3 separate regions of the Mus musculus genome follow, and all the other regions are linked to region 2. Evidence: chromatin contacts called from public HiChIP or PLAC-seq data. All regions are on one chromosome and are shown on one strand. Each heading gives the region's core, a stretch centred on a gene start, on an enhancer-like site or on the middle of the called end of the contact. The rest is flanking DNA. Distances are from core to core; before and after follow the strand shown. Region 1 has its middle 13 kb from the start of Gm30074. Region 2 holds the start of Naa15 (N(alpha)-acetyltransferase 15, NatA auxiliary subunit). Region 3 overlaps Maml3 (mastermind like transcriptional coactivator 3).

The links. HiChIP or PLAC-seq counts read pairs in DNA pulled down with a chosen protein or histone mark.
Region 1: a contact with region 2 is called in an H3K4me3 HiChIP or PLAC-seq map of pro-B cells, with 5 times the contacts expected there. The contact joins the enhancer-like site here to the promoter of Naa15 in region 2. A contact is called at or near these places in 4 of 39 promoter capture datasets (the C10 cell line, hippocampal neurons, liver and 1 more), 12 of 115 datasets of contacts at active chromatin or transcription factors (the SCID.adh cell line, acute myeloid leukemia, bone marrow-derived macrophages and 9 more) and 2 of 9 other capture datasets (adipose tissue and liver).
Region 3: an H3K4me3 HiChIP or PLAC-seq map of bone marrow-derived macrophages shows a contact between it and region 2, with 4 times the contacts expected there. The contact joins the enhancer-like site here to the promoter of Naa15 in region 2. A contact is called at or near these places in 1 of 39 promoter capture datasets (the C10 cell line), 1 of 484 Hi-C or Micro-C datasets (hematopoietic stem and progenitor cells), 4 of 115 datasets of contacts at active chromatin or transcription factors (bone marrow-derived macrophages, memory CD8 T cells, pancreatic cancer cells and 1 more) and 2 of 9 other capture datasets (adipose tissue and liver).

What each region holds. Positions count from the first base shown.
Region 1 is chr3:52,190,911-52,195,118 of GRCm38.p6, reverse strand. No RefSeq gene overlaps it. Among named protein-coding and RNA genes, the nearest start is that of Gm30074, 13 kb to the right of the region's middle. Within about 2 kb of position 1,973, at least 10 of the 459 cell types and tissues checked have an H3K27ac peak or open chromatin away from gene starts, as enhancers often do. A contact at or near this core is called in pre-B cells and pro-B cells, where this site is marked.
Region 2 is chr3:51,414,700-51,419,003 of GRCm38.p6, reverse strand. Naa15 (N(alpha)-acetyltransferase 15, NatA auxiliary subunit) reads right to left here and starts at 2,988. Exons shown (of 20, transcript NM_053089.3): 1 at 2,628-2,988. The coding sequence starts at 2,681. It overlaps LOC108168868 (a long non-coding RNA gene), which reads right to left and starts at 2,621. Exons shown (of 2, transcript XR_001783830.2): 1 at 2,230-2,621.
Region 3 is chr3:52,086,072-52,090,824 of GRCm38.p6, reverse strand. All of the region lies in intron 1 of Maml3 (mastermind like transcriptional coactivator 3), which reads left to right. Among named protein-coding and RNA genes, the nearest start is that of Maml3, 17 kb to the left of the region's middle. Within about 2 kb of position 2,299, at least 349 of the 459 cell types and tissues checked have an H3K27ac peak or open chromatin away from gene starts, as enhancers often do. A contact at or near this core is called in adipose tissue, bone marrow-derived macrophages, hematopoietic stem and progenitor cells and 4 more, where this site is marked.

The DNA of each region.
Region 1 (4,208 bases), core at 724-3,223, 780 kb before region 2:
CCCCAAACACTTAAGGAGGCTTCTTAACTCTTGCTGGCCACCAGATGACTAGAGCCATACTCTAGTAGAAAAGAGCTTTGTAGGAGTGGGACTGGATTTAAAACTGTATTCTAAGCGCTGGTCTGTGCCTGGCGATTGGTGACTGCTTATCCCCATCTAGACACTGCTACCCAAGCAGAGATTGAATAGCAGTGAAGGAGGCACCATGCCTTGTCCTTGTTAGGGTATACTGAGAGAGAAATACATCTGTCATGCTCCGACCTGCCCAAGTCGGTTTAAGGACCCAGAAGCCCTTGACCTTTCTCTAAAAGGCTACTCAAGTGTTTCCACCTGCATCTGGTTTGTAGAACTCTTGCGGGAGGTTCAGGCATTAGGCAGACCATTCCTGCAGTCAGTTGCCACAGTTGGTGGCAGAGCCAAGAGGTAGATATAGTAGCTTGTCTTTGAGATGAGCTAAAACTTGCCTCTCAGTACACACACCCTTGTGTATTTCCTTCCCACGTTAAGGAAGAGTGACCGGTGCAAAGAAGTGGACATTGCACAATGACAGTATGATCCCTAAGGCCAGCACATAGGAGACAGTGTATCTGCTATCTCGCTTTCAAGAGTCACTCAACTCTGGAGAAAACTAGGTACCGTGTCGTGAGAATGCCCAAGCAGTGCTATGGAGCCGAGAACCTAAGGCCTCCTGCCGCCAGCCAACAGCAACTTGCCAGCTACGTGTGAGCCCTTTGGAAGCAGATCCTCGAACTTTAGGTAAATCATCCTATCTGTAGTCCCAGCCAGGCTCTTACCCAGGGCGAGAGAACTTGGACCCAAATACATGCAGTTAGGCCATCCCTGAATTCCTGATGATTGAAAATTTGAAAATAATTAAGTAAATATACATATACAAATACGCTTAAGTGTTCTTGATGCAGCCTAGACAATTAGTATAACAACATTTTAAAAAGAGCCATGGTGTCTGTACTGCCACACTGATGGCTAAAGTCCTGTCGATGCCACATACATCTGAGACCTAAAACTCCCATTCTGATCCATCCTGAACATCATAACTCAGAGGGGATTAGGAGGTAGTCTCACCTTGCTGAATTAACTAACCATAGTCTAAACATTGGTTTTCGAAGATGCTGGAGGCAGGGCCTTCCCTCTCTGCCTCTGCACCACCTCCCCTACCTGACAGTCTGCCCTGGCACTTGGCCCAGGTGTAAATTGTCAGCAATGTCTCTGTCTTTGGTCTTATGGTGATGTGCTGGGTCCAGCCCAGGACAGAAGTGGGGCCTGGATCTGATCTTTGATCTTCCATCTACTCCTGAAAAGCCGGTGATAAGCAGTCTGAGATGAGTCCCTTCAGTGTGGCCGACAGAATCAACCTGTGTGTAGCTCAGGCATGGATGCTTATACTGAATAGCTAACTTTGCTTTGTCCTGGTCTTTTCTGGGACATGCACCCATACACGGAAGCATATCGCTGAGTCCTTGTCCACAGAAGAGTCACAGCCCCTCCTGTACACGGATAGTGTTTCTCACTGCAGTTCCCACCGAGGAATCATGTTTTGTTCACGCAGAGAAGGAAAATTACCAGGCGATGGATGGTTTGGGGCTAACAAACCCTACTTGAATTTCTACACTTTCATAAAATGCCAACCAAATAGTACAGTTAACTCATATTTTGTCACTAATCACACAGATGGTACCTTAACTAGAAGCTGGGGCTGGTACAGACCCTGATGCCCCCCAGATTCAGGGCTGGACTAGGATTGGCTCGCCTGGAAACTCTGCCTCTGAAAAACCACGCCGATCCCCTTAAATCCATGTCTTATTTTTGATATGACACAAAGTTGCAGCTTTTTAATTTTTTTTTCAGAAAGTTTTATTTCTGTTGTATTTTTAGGCCCCCAGAGTATTTTATTTACGGTGTACAAGTGACACAGAACACCCAGCTGCAGCAACTACTCTCTAACCACAAGCTCAAACGCAATACCTCAGTCTAGAATGTACAGTGGCCGGGGCTTCTGTTTTCCATGGATTTTTGTCAAGTCTGTTTATCTTCTTGTTAATGTGATGATAGAACACTCTCCGAAAGAGAGCAACCAACCCTTCCCTTAAAGAAAGCATCTAGATGAAAATGGAAAGTAAAGCTAGCCACAACCCACAAGGCCTTCTCTGGGGAGAATTCTTGAGGAAAAAGCAACTCACACTTCACAGGAGAATATGGTACTGTCATTTTTTTCCTCTTTATAGTGCCAGCATGTTCCTGAACAAAGGCCTCGGGGCATTATCAACTCCTCAGCTATTTTTTAGTGTGATTTCTATTTTCAGGACCCTGCTCCCTCCCTCTTTGTTCTTCCTGCATCTGGTCATTGGTGTCTTCTCCTTTAGTCCCATTTTAGTGGATGTGACCAGCCCCAACCTGGGGAGATCACCATGGTCAGATAGGCAGGATCATTTTTCCACACACAGCTAGAGGAAGCCTTCAAGGGCCTGCCTGCCCACTGCAGACAGACAAGCTGAGGGTACCGGAAGCCACAAGGATGAGGATCAGCAATTCTGAGCTTCTATCCAGACCCTGGATGTTGATTAAAGAGCAAGTAAACAGAAAACCAAAACCCACACCCCTAGCCCAGGACCTGATAGCACAGGACACAATTCCCAGCATGTGACCTAATCAGAATAGCCACATAGACCAAGCAGTGATGATGCTTGCCTTTAATCCCAGCACTCTGGAGGCAGAGGCAGGTGGGTCTCTATGAGTTTGATGCCAGCCTGGTCTACAGAGTAAGTTCCAGGATAGGCAGGGCTACACAGAGAAACACTACCTCAAAAAACAAAACAAAAAACAAACAAACAAAAAAACCTGAAAAACAAAACAAAACAAAACCAAAACAACAAAACCCAAACAAACAAACAACAGTATATACAGAGCTAAGAAATTTACATAGCTCACTTGCCAACATTGCGTGATAAAGAGGCAACTGTACTTTTACTACTTCACAGTGGATTGTGTTTTCCGAAATATAGTTGTTGGTTGTATCCCTACTTCCCGCTTTGAGATCCTGTCTGTAAACCTAGGCTGGCCTTGAACTCTCTACATAGCAGAGGATAGCCTTAAACTTCTGATCCTCCTGCCTTTAACCCCATAGTGGTGGGATTATAGTGAGCCACACACCAGTTTATGCAGTACTGGGGATCACCCCCAGAGTTTCCTGTATCCCAGGCAAGCTGCTGCTGCATTTCTCATATACCCCAGGCTGGCTCCAAATGGACTATGCCACTGAGAATGGTTTTAAACTCCTGATCTTCCTGCCTCTGCTTCCCGGATGCTGCAATTACTTACAGATGTGTGGCTTCACACCTGGCCCTGCAATTTAGATTCTGACTTCAATGTATTAATATGTATTGCTATTAACATATGTAGTATTGATATATAGTATTGATATATATATATATATATATATATGACTTCAATTCATTCACTCATTCAAACATAAAATTATGTTCAAAAACATGTTCTAATTACAAATATACATTAATTAATTAATAAAACAGACCACAGATAACCCATTCCAAGTATAGATGTACTTGTAAAAAGCATAAAGTTCGGAGGAAAAACTAAATAGATTCAAAAGTAAAGACTAGCAGAGTGGGGCTGGAGAGAAGGCTCAGCGGTTAAGAGCACTGTCTGCCGTTTGAGAGGTCCTGAGTTCAAATCCCAGCAATCATATGGTGGCTCACAACCATTTATACTGGGATCTGATGCCCTCTTTTGGCGTGCAGATATATATGCAGATAGAGTACTTATATACATAACTCTTACAAGGTTTATAATTAGCTCCCTGTGTGTATGTGTGTTCATGTGCACATGTGCATGTATTATATGTATATTTGCCCACATGTGCATATAAATATACATATACATAAATGCATATGGCAAGAGGACAACCTCAGATGTCATTCCTCAGTTATGTTCCACCCGTGTTTCTAGACAAGGTTTCTCACTTGGCCTGAAAACAACTGGGCTAGACTCAGGCATCCTGTCTCTGCCTCTCCAGGATTAGGATTTTACACACATACACACACACACACACACACACACACACACACACACACACACACCTCTGTTACATAGGGTCCAGGGACCAAACTCCAGTCTCCACACTTGTGTGGCAATTCATTTCCCACCTAAGCCATCTCTCTAGAAATAGCCTC
Region 2 (4,304 bases), core at 1,739-4,238:
ATTAACAGTTGGAAAACTTGAGTATTAGGAAAAAGAATCTGTTAATGATATTACAACTGTACAAGGCAATGTCTCTATTCCTTTTTTTTTAAAATATTTATTTATTTATTATTATATGTAAGTACACTGTAGCTGTCTTCAGACACTCCAGAAGAGGGTGTCAGATCTTGTTATGGATGGTTGTGAGCCACCATGTCTCTATTCCTAAGGGTGAAGCATAGTCTGAGGCTTTCCTTTGTTTCAGGTTAAGTGTATTTTTGGGACTCTTGATTTTTCTCACACACACACACACACACACACACACACACACACACAGCCCAGTCAGTATAATGGGAGAGTTGGAAGCACATCTCTGCTTGTATTTAGCACAGGGTTCAACCTCCAGCATTATAAGGGAGAATAGGAGGGAAAGGGGAGCAAAGGGACTGGATGGGTAAGCCCTGAAAGAAAACTATGCTATATAGTTCTACCCTCACATCACTTAGTCTTAAAAGACTTGGGAATAACTCAGATGGATGGCCTGCTCACATGCTAAAGCCCTGGTGAGATCTCCAGCACAGGAAAAATAACAGCAACTGGTCTTTGGCTGGTAAGATGCTCAGTGAGGAAGGGAAAAAAAAAAAAAAAAAAAAAAAAAAAAACCACTGGCTGCCAAATCTATTCCTATATTGTTTTTTTCAAGACAGGGTCTCACTGTATATCTGACTTTCCTGAATCTCCGTATCAGAGCCAGCTGGCCTCGAACTCACAAATATCTCCTGCCTCCACCTCCCAAGTGTTGGGATTAAAGGCAGACAATATTAAGCCCAGCTTTTTGCTGCCAAATCTGTTGACCTGAGTTTAATCTCAGGAACTCCCACATGGTGGAAGAGAACCAACTCTTGGAAGTTGCCCTCTGACCTCTCCACACATAAAAAAATAAAATCATTCTAGAACTGTCACAAGAAGTGCATAGTAGTTCTCATCTGTAATCCCACCTCTTGGGATGCTGAGGCAGAAAAACTGCCAAGAGTTCCAGTCCAGCCTGGCTACAGAAAGTGAGATCTGTCTCAGAACACTAAAAACAAAAAACTATGCTACAAATCCACTTAAGACTTCTAAAGGTCTGAAAACAAAACGCCATTAAGTAGTACGGGAAGTGACTGTCTAATATGTTTTTCTACACAAATTGATTACATGGATAGTTCTGTAAAATCAATCACCTCAATATAAATGGTTATTTAGGATTTATTTATGTATTTTATGTATATAAGTGCTCTATTTCCTGAATGTCTTGCACCCCAGAAGAGGGCATCAGAGTCCACTATAGATGGTTGAGAACCACCATGTGGTTGCTGGGAACTCAGCTCAGGACCTGTGGAAGAACAGTCAATGACTGCTTTTATCCACTGAGCCATCTCTCTGGCCCATAAATAGCCAAAAAGAAAAAAGAAAAAGAAAAAAGAAAAAAAAAAAAAGAAAAGAAAAAGCCAAATATCTAATCTCCTTATTTTGTTGTCAAACGAATTATAACTGCAATCTAAAAGGCTAACACACACACACACTCCAAAATTCAAGTCAAGTTTGGCGAATACACTTAATTCTTTCACGCACAAAAAAGTTTGTATAAAAGAAGCTACCCTCACACTAACAACAAAAACTGCTACAATGTATTAATGACAGAGCCGATAAAGCAGGGCATAGTTTACAATGTAAACAGATTCAAGCCCATACCCCCGCAAGTTATCACTGCGTGTATTTTTATGCAAACCGCAAACATCTGAAGCACAGGGGATGAGTTTGAGATAGCGTCAACAAGATCCATCTTAGAAGACACTTCTATTATCTCCTGCTAAGTTTTTGCACCGCTATTTTTAAAACTTCAGAGTAAGGGGTGGAGGGGGAGTCTGTACTGAAACTTCCTACCGGACCGCCCCTAGAAATGAGTCCCACCTCCCGGAGAAGGGTGTCGGGGTGGGGCCGTTTTGCTCTCCAACTAACAAACAAATGCTGCGTTTCCCACTCCCAAAAAAAGAGGCCGAGGGGCTGCAGGATCAAGTATGCAAGTGCCTGGATGGAGGTGACAGAGTAGCCTCCGCTTCTACAAGAGTCCATTCTTTCGAGTCCAACAGTGACCCCCGGCCGGGCGGGGACCGGTGAATCCCAGATGGGGAGGAAGAGGGAGGGACGGGGCCGGAGAGGGAGAAGTGCTTTCAAGCAATGAATGAGTCCCTGCCTCGGCCACACCACCTGTTCCTTCCGAGGGTGCCACCCCGACCAGCCGGCAGAATCCCTGTCCGGAGCGGGGCCGCGACTCCCGGCCCGTGCGGCCCGCTGCCCCGCTCAAGGCCAGGCTGCTCCTCCCTTCGCTCTAGGAGGGTAAACGGCAGCCGAGCCGTGCGGATGCCGGGGAGTCGGGGCCTAGTCCGGAACCGAGGCCTCGAAGCCCGCGGGCCGCGGCGCGCGGACGGAGGTGGGGGCGCTCCCGGGGCGAGACGAGAGCTGAGAGTGCGCCCCGCCAGCCAGCACAGCCGAGGTGGGGTCCCCGCGGGGTGGCCGGGTGCCCGCTCGCCCGCCCGGGCTCGGGGCTGACAGGCCCGGCTCCCAGCGAAACCATCCCCGGTGCCCGCTCGCCGCCTCACACTCACCAAGATCCGCTTGAAGAGCGCGTTCTCCTTGGGCGGGAGGCTCACGGCCGGCATGGTTCCGGCTCCTCCCGCGGCTCCCGCCACCGCCCGGCTCGCTCAGTCCGTTTGTCCGCCCGCCGCCGCCACTGCCGTTCCCGAGCTCACTTCAGCCTTGAAGCCTTCACTCCGCCGCCACTAGGCCTCCGGGGTCGCCGCGCCCGCCCTGTCCTGACACTCCCTTCGCCTCTTTTTTTTTTTCTTTTCTTTTTTTTCTCTCTCTCTCTCTCTCTCCTCCTTTTCCCCCTTTCTCACTTAACGCCGCCGCCACCTCCCCCCTCCCGGGTCTCCGTCGGCGGTTCACGTGGTAACTGAAAAGACCGACAGAGGCAGCCAAAATGGCGGACTCGGAGGGCTTTCCCACCCGGGTCACACCTCCCAACGCGCAGGCGCGGTGACCCGCTCTTCCCCACCCTCGATGCACCGGAGCCTGCCGGGAACGCGGAGGCCGGGCCGGCCTGCGGAGCCGCGGATTTCAGAGTTGGCTCTGCCGGTCCTGCCAGTGCCGTGTGCCTGGGAGGGCCGCCAATGACGCTTCCGCCGCCGCCGCCTCCTCTCTGGAAACAGACTTTCTGCCCCTTCTCGCTAGACCGGCCTGCCTTTCTCTCGGTGGGGTAGACTCACCCAGATGGTGTCATCATAGCTTGAGTATCAAGTGCCAAAATGGAGATGTTTTAAGAAGAGGTATAATGGTTCTAGGCCCAAGTGCCTGTATTGTGTACAGAAGGGAGCGAAGGGTAATTTGTGAACCGATCCGAAAAAGAGGGCTTAATCATCTTGAAAAGCCTCTAAGAGCTTGACCTATGAAATGGGCCCCGGCTGGCTAGGGTATCAGTGATTTTTGTTGACTATTGCTAGAGATAGCCAGGAAAGGTGTTGGCCAGATCCGAAGTGACATACTTATACTGCCAAAGGAGCCTCTGAAGGTTGAGGTATATTTATTTCATTGCTGAAGTCATATAATGCGAGGTTGAGGAACTGGCTGTGTGAGTCACCTTAATGTGGTGGAGTTGAGGGCCGAGACTCCTGGAGTTGGCTTCTAATTCATGCTTAGGGTTGTATCTGTTGAACTGCCTGTTAACAGAAATCCTCAATCCTTAGAGGCCAGACTCCACTGAGCAAGGTCAGGCCTGAGAGAGAAGAGGATCCAGACGTTTCATTACAGTTAACAATAAAACTTTACAAAATGGCAAGCCATTGAGTCACAAGAGCCATTTTACCCTTGATTATCTCATGTGGACCTTCTAGTAATCTGTGCATCCTGAGTCATAAAGATGTGCAGCAGTTTAGCTCCTTTAGGTCTGTTTTTGTTTGTTTTGTTTTGAGACAGGATTTCCCAGTGTTTCCCTGGCTATCCTGGAATTCGATCTCTTAAAAACCAAAAAGGGAGCAAGCTTAGAGCAGGCAAATCCTGGGGTATCCTTGAACACTAATCTCTCTAAAGATTTAGGAAAATTAAGTTGGTGAGATGGTTCAGTGGATTAAGGCACTTACTTTGCAAGCCTGACAGCCTGAATTTGACCCCTGAACTCACATGAAGATGGAAAAAGAGAAAAGGCTCCAAAGAGTTGTTCTCTAACCTCCATGTTGGCACACATAAATAACAAGTGAATTCTGGGCTGGAGAGGGAGTTCATAGGGG
Region 3 (4,753 bases), core at 1,050-3,549, 670 kb before region 2:
ATGAAGTGCTACACAGTTATCTGTCCTCTGGAGGGTCAAGGGATTGCAAACCTGAGACGTTTCTTGCCTCTCTCTTCCTGTAGGAGTTTCTGGGATTGGCTCCTGGGGTGGGGACTGCTATATAAGGGTGAGGAAAGGAGACTGGCTGTCTGTGGTTCTCCCTAGTACTTCTGTCATTCACTCAGTCTATCAGCAGAGATAGTGGATGCTCAGGATAATTATTTATGACCGTCTTTCCATCCAAAACGCGGCTCGTACTTCCCCTGTTTTCATCAACTTTGTGTAATCTATGAGTTTATGATACACTGAAGGGCAATAAATTTGGGAAGAGAGATAATTACCTCTGACAGACTTACAGAAATGAGGCCGCAAGAGGAAGCAGCTAGAGGATTGCCTAAGACAAGGCTGCAGTTACTCCACATGGGGAAAATGGTCCCCACAAGAGACTCTCCCATGTCAAGAGTCACAGCCCGGTGGGTCACACAGGTGACAAAATGAAGCAATGACTTCTGTGATTTTCTTCTTCCAAACAGACATTTTCCATAGTTTAACAAAATGGCCTTTTTAATTTTTAAAATGGGACTTTCCAGTGGAGGAACTCAAGGTGCTTGGTGCAGGAGGAGAACTGGCAAACCCTTATGGCTGTGCACTGCGTCCTTTAACTTCTCATAATTCTGAATTATTTTTGAGGAAACTATTTAACCTGACCTTAAAAATTAGTTTCCCTTTCCCAGTGGCAGCTCCTATAGTTGGGGTGGTGAACCTCAGGGGTATGAATGGGTCAATGTTCACTTGACTTTCCTGTCCCTCTCAGTGTGGGGCAAATGGTCTTAATCTCTATAAAGAAAGAGCCTCAGTGGTGTGGGTTACCCCACTGTTGTATTTAATTTTCTACTTTCTGGACTAATAAGAAAGTGTGGAATAAGTAAGAGATTGGGCTGGGAATATAGCTCAGGTGGCAGAGCGCCTGCTTAGCATGCAGGAAGCGCTGGTCCGGTTCTGAGCACTGTATGAAACCCGCCATATTGACATACATCTCTGGTTGGCGCTTAGGAGGTACAGGCGGAAGACCAGGATTATCACTGGCTATCTGTTGAGTTCCTGTCCCTCCTGGGATATATGAGACCCTGTTTCTAAAAGAAAATATGACAAAACAACACATGAGAAGGCTGAGAACTTAAGAGCTGTTTCTTCAGAGGACCCTGGTTTAAATCCCAGGACTGACATGATGGCTCACAATCTGTATGTAACTCCAGTTTTAGGGAGTCTGATGCTGTCTTCCGGCCTCGGGCACTGCATATACTTAGTGCATATACATACATTCAGGCAAGGCACTCACACATAAAATAAAATCTAAGAGACAGAGACAGACAGAGTGAGAAATAAGAGAGGGAGGAAGAGAAAGAGGGAGGGAGGGGAGAAGGGAGAGAGCACGAGACTCCTAAAGGCAAAGACTAGATGGTTGGGCATTCCACTGTCTTTAGTTTTTCTATGGTTTTTTCCTTGGTGAACCAAATCAAGCCCTTATCCACAGTGGGGATCGTCATGATCTTGGGGGAAGAGACAGAGAGGATCTAGCTGGAATATTCTGGGAGAGCATGCCTTATTGGGAGGGGCTTTTTGACGAGTTCTGCTGAGGAAGAAAATGACTGTCAGGTGTTTATAGGCGAACCAATCTGTCTTCGCCTTTGGCGGCTCTCAGCAGCAGGGTCTCCACACAGTGACTAGAGAATTCTTTGAAGTGGGTACTCCCAGAGAAGAAAGGGATGAGCCAAAAGGTTTGGGTCTCCCTATAAATTAAACCCAGCGTCAACAGGGATCAGAGCAAGAAACTTTAAGTGTCCAGTTTTCCCTTCTGTCCACACGGTCCCTTCCACTCCCTTCCTCCGTGCCCTGTGAATAAATAGCAAGTAGGTTTGGTGTTCATTACTCTTTTGCCGTGAAGACAAAGGTGACTCATCAGGCTAAATCGGAGATGGGGGGGTGGGGGGGTGGGGAGGATACCATTTTTCTCGCCGTGTACCAAGCTAGGTTACACGGAAGTGAATTCCCAGAAAAGTCGTAAAATAGTGAAGTAATCCTAAGACAGATACGGGGTCGACAGCTACAGGCACAGGCCCCTGAAGACAGGCCTCTGTGTTGTGGCGAGACAATACTGCTGACCATATGGTCTCATGGCAGGCCGGTTGTGGAAGTCAGTGGCTGCCTTTTGTTTGGGGAACTCTCTCAGCCATGGGTCTGTGGGAGCTCTCAGTGACTTCCTGTCTCCCTGGCAGGCATGCTCTTGGCCCCGGGCCAGGCTTGCTGTACTATTGCAGTCTCAGGCCAAGCCCAGCAGCTTGCATTTGGTAAGCAGTCATTGCTCCTGACTTTGGTCACTCAGCAAACCGTTTGTCCCACAAATACACACTAGGACCTTTTTTTACACGATATCTCCGTGGCAACTATTACAAAGAGAGCATTTTTTTTTTTTACGTACAACCTAATTAATTGATAAATGTATAGAATCCTGGATACTCAGTATTCCTGGTGAAAGTGAGAGTCGTTTGTATTTTTTCAGAGCCCTTTTCAAGTTGCTTCCCTACTCCTAAGGCTCAGCTAGCTAAGACTGGCTCGGATGCTAGAGGCAGGGCTCCTGCTACAAAAAAAGAGAGAGTCGCCATCTATCCAGTTTTTACATAGGGCTAAAACAGGCCCTATGCTTAGCCTGGGTCTATTTTTTGAATGTGTGAAGCCAGCATGTGTGTGTGCATAAAAAGGCTGATTAACTCCACTTTCCTCTGAAGCCTCTCCTCTGCCACTGTGCTGACTCTTCCCAAGACCAGGGTTTCTCCGTCTCCCTGAGTCCTGGATGTCTCTGATCACTGTTGGTTAGGGCCACCCACCCTGGCTCCTTTTCTTTGCTCCCCCAAATATGGAAATGATCCCCAAAAGAACACATGGCCCTGGGAAAGGTTCTTTCAAACACAGCAGAAGGCGAGACCCAGCGAGGCTCACACTCCAGGAGGGGAGGCTGTAGCCTGGGCTATTGTGCCCGTGAGGGAGAATATTTTTATTCCAGGAACTGCATGCATGGAGGAAATGGATACCACTCACACTTTGATTGAGGAACACCAAAAAGCTCCATGTTCTTGGTCTCTAGGAAGTCTTCGTCCTTCTCTCATATGTATGTATGTATCTGTGCTTGTCTGTGTGTGTGCATGTGGAGGCCAGAGGTGGGTGTTCGGTATCACCCTCCATTGCTTTCTTCTTCCATCTTGAGGCAGGAACGTCGCTACCACTGTCTAGCCAATCAGCCTGCTCCAGGAATCACCTGCCTCCACAGAGTGCTGGGACTACAAGTGGGCTGTTACATCCACTGAGCCTTTACATGGGCACTGGGGATTTGAACTCTGGTCCTTATACTTCTGTGGCAAGGGCTTTACCCCCTAAGCCATTTCCTAGCTCCTATGAAACCTTTTGGTGTAGAACACCTATGAAGGTTGATTTGGTTATGATGTTGGGATAAATCTATTTCTTTTCCTCATGAAGAAATGTCATTTCAAGGCCAATGCTGCTGTCTCTTGTATGAATGTATGTATGTATGTATGTCCTACTAATGACTAATCGGAGATTTTTATTTACACATTGGGCTGTGCTATGGGAATTGATATATTTTTGGCCTTGAAAAAAGTGTTTTTAAGTTCAAAGAATTACTCTGCTTGGAGACCTTCTGTGAGTTTGTACTCGCCATGTTAAGCAGGGGGTTAGGAACTGTTGTCCCATGCCCTGGAAGTGGTTCAGAATATTCTGAGGCAAGAGTGGGGTCCTGTGTTTTGTTGACTTGCTAATTAGTTTGTACCAGCAACTTGTGTGTGAGCTTCTCCTGGGTTCTGCACCCATACAAATTCCTTCCCTTGGGTCTCCTGGGTCAGTAGAACAAGCTGCATGCTTTCCTTCTGTATCCTGGCCCTCCTTGTTCTACTTCGACCTCTTGAGGATGAGGACCAAAGATGGGAAAAGGAAGAAGTGGGGGATAAATCAGGCAGTCAGAGGGGACAGATGGAAAAAGGTTGAAAAAAAAAAAAAGGGAAGATAGGTAAGAAATGACAAACGTTCTGAGTCCTAATTAATCAGGGGTATCATTTTCTATAGCTGAAGTATCCTGTTTCCTTGGACTTTCTAAGTATCTTTTTGTAACATGTAGTGTGTGTGTGTGTGTGTGTGTGTGTGCACATGCCATGGAGTGCATGTAGAGGTTACATCACCATGTGTATTTTGGGACTCAGGTTGTCATGCTTGGTAGCCTGACCGTCATGCGTGTCCTCACTGTCCAGCCCACCCATAAGTTTGTAAATATCTTTACAGTCATTTTATATTTTCAGAGTGCTAGCAGATATTCTAGCTATGCAGTGCATTTGGGAGACAAATATAGCAAGACCCTGCTCACTTTCCAAGGGACCAAATAAGCAAGTAGCCAAACAGCACTGGGGCTCTACGTTCTGTCCGTAGTTTCACCGCTCCAGTTTGGGAAGAAGAAATCAGAATCTTGAAATCGAACCATGCTGTTTTTATAAACTCTTAAGAAATAGGATCTTGGCAGGCAGTGGTGGCGCACATCTTTAACCCCAGCACTTGGGAGGCAGAGGCAGGCGGATTTCTGAGTTCGAGGCCAGCCTGGTCTACAAAGTGAGTTCCAGGACAGCCAGGGCTATACAGAGAAAGCCTGTCTTGAAAAACCAAAAAACCAAAAAAAAAAAAAAAGAAAAAAAGA